Regions from separate parts of the Mus musculus genome. Here regions 1, 2 and 4 are each linked to region 3. Evidence: chromatin contacts called from public HiChIP or PLAC-seq data. All regions are on one chromosome and are shown on one strand. Each heading gives the region's core, a stretch centred on a gene start, on an enhancer-like site or on the middle of the called end of the contact. The rest is flanking DNA. Distances are from core to core; before and after follow the strand shown. Region 1 overlaps Acad10 (acyl-Coenzyme A dehydrogenase family, member 10). Region 2 holds the start of Cux2 (cut-like homeobox 2). Region 3 holds the start of Pheta1 (PH domain containing endocytic trafficking adaptor 1). Region 4 has its middle 16 kb from the start of Gm52786.

Region 1 (2,700 bases), core at 14-2,513, 200 kb before region 3:
CTTCACCCAGAGAACCATCACGCAAAGCAGTGAGGTATTATGGGATGGCACTGGTCTGGAATTGTGCCTCAGACAAACAGTGGAGAATGTCAGAACCCACATGAGATGTGGTAGTATAGGTGAGGGTTTGAGTGTGCAGCATAAAGGGGTCTTCACCTCATCAATACTTGGTCATAGGCACAATTATGTTTTTCTTAAAAAGATATATTTGTATATCTTATATATATGAGTGATCTTACTTTTAGAATTATTTATTTATTTTACGTATAGGAGTATGCTGCAGCTGTCTTCAGACACACCAGAAAAGAACATCGGATCCCATAAGACTTGGTTGTGAGCCATCATGTGGTTGCTGGAAATTGAACTCATGACCTCTAGAAGAGCAGTCAGTGCTCTTAACTGCTGAGCCATCTCTCCAGCCCGAGTGCTCTGTCTTAATGCACACCAGAAGAGAGAATCAGATCCCATTACAGATTGTTGTGAGCCACCATCTATGTGGTTGTAGGGAACTGAACTCAGGGCCTCTGGAAGAGCAGCTAATGCTTTTAACCTCTCTGCCTTCTCTCCAGCCCTGAGCTCAATTATGCTTTAAGGGCCCATTTTGCTGGATGTGGTGGCACAAGCCTTTAGTCCCAGCATTTGGGAAGCAGAAGCAAGTGGACCTTTGTGAGTCCCAGGCCAGCCTGGTCTTTGTAGCAAGTTCCAGGTTGTCAGGGCTATACTAAAAAAAAAAAAAAAAAAAAAAAGCTAAAATTAATTAAAATAAAGGCCAGGCCTTTAATCCCAGCATGGGAGAGACATAGGCAGGTGGGTCTCTGAGTGTTCAAGGACAGCTTGGTCTACAAAGTAAGTTCTAGGGCAGTCATGGCTACACAGAGAAACTCTGACTTTAAAAATAGATGGATGGATGGAAAGATAGATAGATAGATAGACAGATAGACAGACAGATAAACAGATAATAAAAAAGGCCAAAAGTAAAAGACAATTTTCAACTTATTACACCTAATCCCGATTCGGGCAGATATGTGAGTAGAAACCCACTTCCTGGAGACCGCTAGCAGGCAGCCTTTAGAGCTAATAAATTCAGAGCCTCTCCAGCACACCCAGCACCTTGTACTCACCACATCAAACTGTTTCCGGTCCAGGGGCAGGAAGCTTTCCCCGCTGGAAAGATGAAAGTTGTTGGTGAGGACTGCAGTCTGGAGGCCTTTTGCTCTGATCTGAGAGATGGCCTGAGTCATCACCGGGAACTGCTTTGTCACCTGCTCACTGGTCAGCAGAGAGAAATAGGAGCTCACGGGCACGGAAGTCTTTGCCTGTGAACAGGAGAGGAGGCGGGAGAATTAGTGTGGTTATTAGTGTGGTCCCTCGTGGCCCACAGGCAAATCCATTCCTGGCATCCTATTGCTGCCTGGATGTGAGAGCCCAGGGCCTAGTGCACATGACTTTAGAGTCTGCACTAGTATTTTGAGAGGAGTTCTCCGTATACTGAGCAGACAAGCCCCCAATGCCTGGGATCAAGTGATCCTCCTGCTTCAGCCTCCATACTATCCAGGACCACAGGTAAGCATCACCTTCCCTAGGTGTACGGCATTCTTTAAGAACGCATTTAGGCGCTGGGCTTTAATTACAACCTGGGAAGTGAAGGAAGAGGACCTGAGCTTTTGACGTTAGCCAGGCCACCAGAGAGACCCCTTCCCAAACCCTGCTTCAAAAATGAAAAAGAGAACAAATCCCTTATTTGGAATTAGGATGGTTAAAATAGCCAGAGATGTTGCCCCACTGTGGTCACTAGAGTTCTTCCTTCTGCTCTTGTCAGTCAAAAAAGGCAGACGGTCAGAAGAGGGTACATTAAGCTTTAAAGCCTGTTCATCAGGTATCATTTATCATTAATAGCCTGCATGATTCTGTGTCATACCTTGCCATAGTTTTATGAATTTCAGTTTCAGATCAATTTTAGGTTTTAAAAAACTATTAAGTATTTTATTTTACACATGGGTCTTTTGCTTGCAGGTATATATATGTATATATATATATATACAATATACACACACACACACACACACATATATATATATATATATACACCATGTGTGTGCCTGGAGTCCTCAGAGTCCTGAAGAGGATGCTGGATTCCCAGAAGTGGAGTCACACACGGTTGAGACAATGTGGGTGGCGGGAATTGAACCCAGGTCTTCTATAGGAGCAGCATGCGCCCTCAACTACAGAGCCATCTCTCCAGTCCAATGTTTGCTTGTTTTTAGATTCTAATCTATAGGGTTTGCAAACAGGTTTCAAAATCTGCAAATGCCAAGTCTTGTAGGCCCAGGTAGGTTTTATAATATTGTACAGAAATGTAACTAAATAGCAGGCAGGCAGCCTAGAGAGTGTGTGCAGGTCAACCATTCTTCTGTTGTGGTTTTGAGACAGGGTCTCACTCTGAAGCCCTGGCTGGCACCCACTGAGATCACATACCCTGGCCTCTCCAGTGCCAGGACTAAAGGTGTACACCACTTCTGCTGGTTTTTTTTTTAATCCTTCCACCTCTGCCTCCTGAGTGTTGTGGAAAGGGATGGATGAACCACCAGAGCCTGACAAAGGTTTCCAATACTCACAAAGTTATACAACCAGCCCCATAAAACGGGATCTTACTGTCCTAAAGAGAAACCAGGCCCGGGAACAGTCTCCATTTTTTTCCTC
Region 2 (2,865 bases), core at 128-2,627, 200 kb after region 3:
CCGTCAGCCCAGCCGCTTGCTCCCCTCTAGTCTGCCGCGTTCTTGTCATCCCTTATGTTACAGAACATCAATCATAAATAAAGACGCTGTCCCCCAGCCTGCCCGGGTCTCATTTACAAACATTAGCAGGGAATACGATTACCATTGGCCTTCGTGCCAGGCCCAATGTGGCTACCCAACTCTCTCTCTCTCTGCCCCCTCCCGGCCCCTGCTCCCCACCTCCAAAGCCACTTTAGCATCCTTTAAACCGTCTAGCATAGGACACAGCCTTGCCCATCTTAGCCGGCCACCAAACTGTAACCTCAACTCGGGCGCGGACTAGGAATTGCATAGCTCCTGCAGTTATTAACTGCATGCCTGAGTGCCCCGATTTTCTCTCCGGCTCGGTGGCTTTGAGGGAGGAGGGGAGCGAGGAGTGGGGACAGAGAAGAGGGGGGCTGGAGCGAGCCACTTATCAGAAGCAACTTAACGAGATCTGCGGACAGATTAAAAAGGGAAAGTGGGTCCCTTTATGTTTTATTTATTTATTTTTTTATCTCCAGACGTGTTGTCACGAATTCTGAGAATGTCACTGGCCAAGCAAAATGCTCTCAGAGCGTGGTTATCCACAAGGCTTCCCCGCCCAGGCCATCGCAGCACCTGCCGCGACTCTGCTCGACTGCAGGGTGCAGGGAGCCTCTGCGGGCGTAATGAGCACCCAAGTGTGTCGCCAAATGGGGTACTGTAACACCGCATCTCCCCCCCTACCCCCCGCCCATCCCAGGGCCTCAGAAAGACGGTCAGCAAACATCCCAACCTGGAGGCACCTGGAGCCCGCGCACCAGGAACATGGAAAAAGTGCTGGGGCTGCCAAGAGTGTCGCCCCTGAGAAGGAGAGGGGAGCGAGGGGGGCCAAGGCAGAGAGAGCAGGGTGCGAGAGCAAGCGAGGTAGAACCGGTAGCCCCAGGGGCGCGGGTGCAAAAGTTCCCAGGGGCTGCAGCCCGCGCACCTGCTCCGCCCCGCGGCAGGTGCGCAAAGTTGCGCGCGCTCGGGCCTGGGGCTCCGGGGCCGCGGGACTGGGATGGAGGGGAAGGGGCGGGGAGGGAGGAGCAGACAGAGAAGGGGAATATCAAGATGATGGAGAGAAAGCAGGAGGAGGGGAAGCGAGGGAAGAAAAGCAAGACCGGAGAGGGGAGGCGGGAGGGGGGGGTCAAGACAGAGGTGGGAAGGACGGAGGCAGAAAGCAGGCGGAGGAAGAGAAAGCAGGCGGAGGGGGTGATAAAAAACCGAGGAGAGAGGGAGAAACAAGACGCAGAGACTAACCCTCAGGGATCGGCCCGGGAGGAGCACCGAGCGTCCTGGCTGCAGCAGCCGGTGGAGGAGGCGGCGGCGGCGGCGGCGGCTGGATGGCTGCGCAGCCGCGTCCCGCTCCCCCGCGTTGCCCGCGCGCTCTCCGTGCTCCCCGCGCTCCTCCCGTTCCCCGCGCTCCTCCCGCCTCGGCGGCTCCCGCGTCCCGGCGGCCGCTCGTGGCGGCAGCGAACAAAGGCGGGCTGGTCTGCTCACCTGCAGCCGCCGCCAGTCCAGGCGCCGTCTTGCGCGCGGCCCCCTGGTCGCCCGTACAGCCCTGGCCGGCCTCGGCCCCCGGGCCCCCCGCGGTCCCCCCTCGGCCGCCATCTTGGGGGCGGGCGCGCGGCCGGGGATGCGGCTGCCGCCAACACCCGGGCTGGACCCCGGGAGCGCGGCCCGGCTCTGCGCGCACGCCGCTCGCACTTGACTTTGGCTCCTTGCAAACTTATCGACAGCGCCGCGCGCGCGGATCAATGCGCAGGGGGGGCGGCGGGAGCGCGGAGGGGCCGCGGGCGACGGGGACCGTAAAGAACAAAGTGAGCTCTCTGCAGTGCGTGCGGCCGCTCTCCTCGCGTGGCCTCGCGCGAGGGGAGCACGGAGCACACACGCGCGACCCTCCGGCCGAGGTCCACCCCCCCCCTCGCAACCCCGCGCGCCACGCGCTCGCTGCGCTGCGGGTGACCGCCGCGAGGGGGCGCCCCGGAGCCGTGGGAAAGTCTCCGGGCGCCCAGCATGGTGCTGTACAGCACCGAAGGAAGTCCTATTGGGGAACCTGTGTGTCTATGCTTTGCGTCTTTACAGTAGGGCTCTGATCGTTATTCTTTAGTGGGCGTAACGCACCCCACAACTTTCCAAAGCAAGTCCCTGGCGTGAAGTGAATGTTGCTGCAGGATGTCCTTAGAGAAACCTTTGCGGAAGCAGCCTTTCCCCAACAGCTGCTTGGATCAGTTGAGGTTCTCCAAGGCCCGCTGTAGCAGCTCCGGACCTCTAACATCACTATGGGGGCTAGGCAGGGTGTCATGTTATCATTACCATGGCCAACGCACATGGACGGACACACACACACACACACACACACGCCCTTTGAGTATAGCGTTTCTGCTTTCTCCTTGATCTTTAACCCAGGGCGGGGAGGTCCCGGCCTTTGCAGTTCCTCAGACCCTGGACCAAAAGGGGGCGTATTTCACATATCCCTCTTCTTTTCTATGAGCCCTCCCAACTTGTTATCCTAAAGAAGGGACTCAGAAACCCATCATGCCTCGGTACCCCCTAAAAAAAACCCTAAAAAAACCTCCAGACCCTGAAGTCACCCTCCTTGCCTGCCCACCTCCCCACACCACACCCTATTGCACATCACCCCCCCCACTTACTTCCCTTCCAAAAGAAGAGGCCTAGTCCCCCCCTCATCTCTGTCAAAAGACTAGCTTTTATGGACGGCCAACCGAAATTATATTCCCTTTTTATGGCTGAGCTTGGACTTCTGACATCACTCTCGGTCTGGGACAATAGATCAATACCGTGGGTTATAAAAAAGATGAA
Region 3 (2,709 bases), core at 55-2,554:
GGCACAATCTTGCTATATAGCTATATATGTATATAATATATAATATAAAATATTGCGTGTATATGTATATATGTGTATATATATATATATATATATATATATATAGCTTTCCAGATGTCCTCTTACCACTCCCTACCAAGGCCTGAAATTACACGTGCTCCCAAGCACACCTGAAAACAAAGATTTCCCAAAGTTCACAGGGTCCTATGCAATAAGGCTTCCTAAAAGCCTTCCAACACGTAACTTCTTCCTCCACTTGCTCTCTGCGCTTCTCTGTGCCTTTGGACTTGCGGTTTCCTCCATCCGGGACACCCTTCCTGCAGGTCTCCAGTGGGCTAGGTCGCTGCCCCTCAGTGGCCATTCCTGAGCGTTGGTTTGTCTCAGCCCCGCACTCCCGGCGGCTGTCGCCTATTCTCTGCCTCTCACCAAGCCCTGTTAGAACTGTTTTTTGATTGACTCCGAGCTGTTTCTCTCTGGATCAGTCTGCACCACTGTAGGCGCTAGTGAGACTCGGTGGAATGAAGCCTGGGATCCTGGTCTGTCCTGTTTCGCTCTTGTCCTCCGGCTAGGAGGACCCCGGACAGGAAAGTAGAAGGAAGTGAGGAGGAGGCAGGAAGAAAAGGAAGTGAAGGATTCTGGGAGGTGGGTCTGTGTGATTTTTGGGGAGAGGGGAAACCCCGGCCATTCCTACTTACTGGGAGCGCCTGTAGTTGAGCCACACCCTGTAAACACCACGCTTGTCTTTATATTTTGCATAGAATCCCAGCGACTCCTGGGAGGTCACGCAGGGGTGCAGTGGGTCGGTGGGCCTCTACCTCTGCTCACTTCTAGAACTCTCTCTTAATTTAGGCAAGTGTTTGGATGGCTCGGTATCCTCTGCGTTTTAAAACAGACTTGTGTTGATTTTCTCTGGAAACGCTGTGGGTTGAACGTTTTCTTTTTTCTTTTCTTTCTTTCTTTCTTTCTTTCTTTATTTATTTATTTATTTTTTGTTTTCGAGGCCAGGATGGTCTCGGACTCACTAGATATCCTGTGTGTACCTTGAGCAACTGGTGGGAGGCGGTTCCCTGGCATCTTTCACGTTATATTTCCCCAGGCTTGGCGACAAGCGCCGTTGAGCCGTCTCGCCAGGTTGCTCCGGGACCGAATTCTGGGAACTCCCGACCCTGGCACGGTCCCTTTAAGAGGGATTTTTCAGGCGCGCGTGTGGGGGCGTGGTAAATTCGGGGGCGGGACCTTGCAGGGCTGACCAATGGGCAGGCGCGTGTGGCTCGGAGGCGTTCCCCCTCCTGGGCGGGCCGCTCAGGGTTAAAGGGGCGCCCGCGGGTCGCCGCCACTCGGCCTCCGGGAGACAAAGGGCCCTGTCGTCGCCGGCCCCCGAGCTGTTCCGGGCCATGGGCAGGACAGACCGTCGCGCCGGTCCCAGAGCCAGGTAAAGCCGGGCGGGACGGGACCGCGACGGGGTCGGCAGCCGCGCGGCTGTCGCCCGGGACCCGCCCGCGGCCTCCATCGCGGCCCGGCCGGCGCACCACGGGGGCTTGAGGTTCCGCGGTGGTGATGCCCTGCCTCCGTTTCCCTCGAGTCCTAGCCGCGGGGCCAGCTGTGACCCCACGAATGGAGGACTCATCACTTGTCTTAATTTTTTATGTATTTACTTTTGTTTACGTGTGCGTGTGTGGAGGTCAGAAGACAACTTGGGGGGAGTCCGGGCTTTCCTTCTTCTACTTGGTTTCTGGGGATCAAACTCGGGTCAGAAAGCTTGACAGCCAGCGTCTTTATCCGCTAAACTGTTTTATTTTGTTTTGTTTTTGGTGGGGTTTGTTGTTGTTTTTTTGTTTTTTGTTTTGGTTTTTCGACACAGGGTTTCTCTGTGTAGCCCTGACTCACTTTGTAGACCAGGCTGGCCTCGGACTCAGAAATCCGCCTGCCTCTGCCTCCCCAGTGCTGGGATTAAAGGCGTGCGCCACCGCGCCCGGCCGGTTTTGTTGTTAAATGAGACAGAAGCTTAATGTGTACCCTTGGCTGGCCTGGAACTCAATAATGCAGAACAGGCTAGCCTCACAGATAGATCCACCTATCTTTGCATCGCGAGGGCTGGGATCAAAGGTGTGCACCACTATACCTGGCATGTGTGGCGTTTTTTGTCTGCCTTCCAAGTGCTGGAATGACAGGTGTGAGCGCCACATTGGGTGCCTTCGCCTGCTTTAGAATACTTTCCCCCTATAGTTTGTCACAGGCTGTCCTTAGTTTAGCTCATCGGTGCCTCCATGAAGCCCATTGAGGCAAACTGAGGTCTGGGAAGTGTTGGTAACTGGGCTTCCGGCCTGGGCCAGCCCAGACAAGAATTTGGTCCCTAAAGCATCGTGCTTAGACCCTGTTGCTTGTAGCTCGGAGCCCTCAGCAGACTTTGAACCTGAACAGAGCAGAGACGGTTGAATAGCAGGGAGCACTCCCTCCCTCCAAGGGGAAGCTAGAGCCTGCTTGTTTGCCGAGCCAGAGCAGGCAAGGGCTAGGGACCTGGCTGGGCCTTCTGTCTGCTGGTGACCTTGGCCAGGGTGCCCCCATCTGGGCAGTTGGGGGAGGATGGCTGATGGGCACCAGGTAATATTGTCAGTCTTGGTGGGGAAGAAGGACCCCAAGGTTTCTGCCCCATGGGGCTGTTTGTGTGGAGCTCTGTTCTTTGGCCAGGTCATTTTTTCCCACATCTAT
Region 4 (2,944 bases), core at 371-2,870, 220 kb after region 3:
GTAAAGCTGCCTTGTCCTATACATCTATTTACAGGGATTTGGAAGAGGGGAAGAGTCCGTTTAAAGCATTTAAAGCAGGATACAAAGTGAGCGATCATTGTCAGGCTGGCTTGCACACATGGCTGTGTGCTAGGAAGGGCAGTGTCCTGGGCTGTCTTGGGAACACTGGAGGGAGGGAGGTGTGGTCCATCCCAGCACAGTACAAATTGTGGATGAAGTCAGAGCTGAGCTATGGCTAGAAAGGGGGAAAGCCTGGGCTCTCCAGGACTATGGGGCATCTTCTACGGGGTTTGCATGGATAGGGCATCTTCCAGTACCTCTGTGTGGCCTCAGGTGAGTAGGCTGATCTCTCTCTGAGCCTGTCCCCTCAGCAGCAAAATGGGACCAAAAGCCTATCTCCTACTCCTAAGTCTGCAGTGAGGTTGAAGTTGGAGCAGATGTGGGTCAGTCACGTGCCATAGTGAAACTGCCGCCAGCTCTCCCTCCCTCCCTTCCTTCTGTCCTTCCTTCCTTCCTTCTGTCCTTCCTCCTTTTGTATATTATCCTTTATTTCACTTGTCTATTTATACCTTATTCATACCTCTTAGAGACAGCATCCCACTCTGTTGCCCAGACTCGCCTAAACTCCTGGGATCAAGGGTTCTCTGGACCTCAACCTTCCAAGTGCCTGGCCCATGGGAGTACTCCATTCGGCTCGGAGCTATAGGTAAGTTTTATGACATGGTGGTCATCCTTGCTTGGATTTCCCATCATCCCTTAGCTCCTTCTATAGCCGATTCTATGGCTGACTAGTAAACTACACACCATCAGGAACACGTCCATAAGGTTGGGACCGTGTGCCATTCTGGGTGTTGACGAGGGATTCTGGACAGCGTCCTGCAGATAAAAACACACATCTGGGCTGGAGAGATGGCTCAGCGGTTGAGAGCACTGATTGTTCTCCCAGAGGTCCTGAGTTCAAATCCCAGCAACCACATGGTGGCTCACAACCATCCGCAATGAGATCTGATGCCCTCTTCTGCTGTGTCTGGAGACAGCTACAGTGTGCTCATATACATAAAATAAATAGATGATTCTTTTTAAAACACTGACACACCTATCTATCTATCTATCTATCTATCTATCTATCTATCTATGAATGATTGAACTCCCTCCTCTACCCTCCCCCAGGTTTTCACACTCCACTCCCATCTTGGCTGGCTTGCTATAGAGTGTCACTGAAGCCCCTAATTCAAGGATCACACACACCCTCCTTAGGATCCTTCTCTGACTATGAGACAGGCTCAGAGCCCACCTTCTGTGTAACCACAGTCCCTCAGGCTGACAAAGCACCTAGTCCAGACCATGTGCTTCTAGAATTTTCCCGACTCCACAGTGATCCTCAAGCCCTGTGAATACTTGCCCAGGGAATCGACAGTGGCAATCTTGTCCTGCCACCTCACTGGCCACCCACCACCCCAGGATACCCACTCAGATGGCACTTGCTACAGGGCCCTCCTCCCCTCCCGGGAGGAGATCAGAGAAGGTTCTAGGCCTCGGTTATCTCAAGGCTGGTTTCTGGTTCCAGCTGCCAGGCAGCCTGCTGTCTCTCTCTGGCCGAGCCAGGCCCCACAAGCCTGAAATAGAGATTCCTGTGGCTGTGCACTTTGTCTGTCCAGACGTTCTCACTTCTCGCGTCCGCCACCGGACGCATCGGCTCTGCGGGCTAAAAATACCCCTGACATTTGTGAAGGTCTGTGAGGGCCCGCCAGGCTCACTGCTAAGGAGTTTCTCTGCAAAAGTCATAGAAACAGGGTACCTACCGGGTTACCCTTGGCTCCCCCCACTGCTGGCCCACCCACTCTCTCACACTCTTACTCCTGAAGGTCTGGAAGAAACTTGCTCCCCATGTACCATGGAGCACCCCCTGTGTCTGTCTGCATACCAGTTTCCTAAGGATGGGATGAGCCACAGAACAGGCCCGCCCAGCAGGACTGGGGACATGAAGCCTCAGGAGCCTTCCTCTTCCTGAACATGCACACAGAAGCCATGTCCTCCAGCAAGGAGGTCAGGTCACACCACAACAGTGGGCCACGCCTTGACCTTGATCTTGCAGTTAGCAGAACTGGAAGAAGATAGATGTCCGCTCCTCCCCACCCAGGCCAAAGGCAGGTCACCATGGCAACCCAGTACTGGGCATGCCAGATTCCAGGAATGCTGCCCACATTTCCACACAACATGGTACACAGTAGGTGCCCAATACATGCTGTAGAATAATGCCCTATGCTTAGGAACTGGGATTCTGCACCCAGAGCTCTTGGGCTGAGATTCTGGCTCCGCCCCTGCCTCGGTGAGCTCCTGGGCCTCCATTTTCCTATCTGTAAAATGGAAGTAGTCATAGTACTCAGGCGGCTGGGGGTGGGGGTGGGGCAAATGAGTAGCCATTGCCACAGGGTCTGGAACAGACTTTGATCACGGAACATACAACTCATGGGTCAGCCATTGTTGGGTGATGTCTATCTTGCTCCTTGTCAGGAGTCAAGTTTCCCTTATCAAGTAGCTTCTCCCTCACGCTGCTAATATGGCTGCCAGGATCTCAAAGCTTAAATCCCAGCCATCAGCCTGGCCTTTGAGTCCTGACTTAACTCCGGAGGTAAGGCTACCTTACTAACCAATCTTACTTAGGTCATGTGTTGATCTAAGAACCAATCATGGTTAAGTCAGAAGGATGGCAAGCTCTGATTGGCTAGGCCTGACTGAGTTCACAGTAGAGACCTAATCATTATGTGGAGAGAGGTGAGACGTGAAAGTGCTGTGGTTGGCTGGGCCTGAGTCTGTCTCACAGGAGCCAAGGGTCCTGATGATGTCGCCCAAGGCCTGAGGCTGTAGTGAAAGAGGGTCTGGGTGCAGCTTCCAGACCTGGGGATACAGAACACATAGGTGTCCCAGGGCATCCAGAGCTCAA

Evidence for each region. HiChIP or PLAC-seq counts read pairs in DNA pulled down with a chosen protein or histone mark.
Region 1: an H3K4me3 HiChIP or PLAC-seq map of the SCID.adh cell line shows a contact between it and region 3, with 10 read pairs. The contact joins the enhancer-like site here to the promoter of Pheta1 in region 3. A contact is called at or near these places in 2 of 39 promoter capture datasets (the 3T3-L1 cell line and liver), 1 of 15 datasets of contacts at CTCF or cohesin (large pre-B cells), 4 of 484 Hi-C or Micro-C datasets (CD4 T cells, the G1E-ER4 cell line, granulocyte-monocyte progenitors and 1 more), 5 of 115 datasets of contacts at active chromatin or transcription factors (the SCID.adh cell line, embryonic forebrain, embryonic hindbrain and 2 more) and 2 of 9 other capture datasets (adipose tissue and liver).
Region 2: a contact with region 3 is called in an H3K4me3 HiChIP or PLAC-seq map of embryonic stem cells, with 36 read pairs. The contact joins the promoter of Cux2 here to the promoter of Pheta1 in region 3. A contact is called at or near these places in 15 of 39 promoter capture datasets (the 3T3-L1 cell line, the HPC-7 cell line, HPC-7-derived erythroid cells and 8 more), 10 of 484 Hi-C or Micro-C datasets (embryonic stem cells, muscle stem cells, palatal mesenchyme and 2 more), 25 of 115 datasets of contacts at active chromatin or transcription factors (the SCID.adh cell line, SST interneurons, acute myeloid leukemia and 13 more) and 3 of 9 other capture datasets (adipose tissue, liver and pancreatic islet).
Region 4: a contact with region 3 is called in an H3K4me3 HiChIP or PLAC-seq map of embryonic stem cells, with 59 read pairs. The contact joins the enhancer-like site here to the promoter of Pheta1 in region 3. A contact is called at or near these places in 6 of 39 promoter capture datasets (embryonic stem cells, frontonasal cranial neural crest and maxillary cranial neural crest), 1 of 15 datasets of contacts at CTCF or cohesin (embryonic stem cells), 3 of 484 Hi-C or Micro-C datasets (all in embryonic stem cells), 20 of 115 datasets of contacts at active chromatin or transcription factors (the SCID.adh cell line, acute myeloid leukemia, bone marrow-derived macrophages and 12 more) and 2 of 9 other capture datasets (liver and macrophages).

What each region holds. Positions count from the first base shown.
Region 1 is chr5:121,648,233-121,650,932 of GRCm38.p6, forward strand. It overlaps Acad10 (acyl-Coenzyme A dehydrogenase family, member 10), which reads right to left. Exons shown (of 21, transcript NM_028037.4): 4 at 1,122-1,316. Among named protein-coding and RNA genes, the nearest start is that of Acad10, 11 kb to the right of the region's middle. Within about 2 kb of position 1,264, at least 9 of the 459 cell types and tissues checked have an H3K27ac peak or open chromatin away from gene starts, as enhancers often do. A contact at or near this core is called in the SCID.adh cell line, where this site is marked.
Region 2 is chr5:122,048,474-122,051,338 of GRCm38.p6, forward strand. Cux2 (cut-like homeobox 2) reads right to left here and starts at 1,378. Exons shown (of 23, transcript NM_001312908.1): 1 at 1,303-1,378.
Region 3 is chr5:121,847,693-121,850,401 of GRCm38.p6, forward strand. Pheta1 (PH domain containing endocytic trafficking adaptor 1) reads left to right here and starts at 1,305. Exons shown (of 4, transcript NM_175474.4): 1 at 1,305-1,432.
Region 4 is chr5:122,069,506-122,072,449 of GRCm38.p6, forward strand. No RefSeq gene overlaps it. Among named protein-coding and RNA genes, the nearest start is that of Gm52786, 16 kb to the left of the region's middle. Within about 2 kb of position 1,621, at least 27 of the 459 cell types and tissues checked have an H3K27ac peak or open chromatin away from gene starts, as enhancers often do. A contact at or near this core is called in embryonic stem cells and microglia, where this site is marked.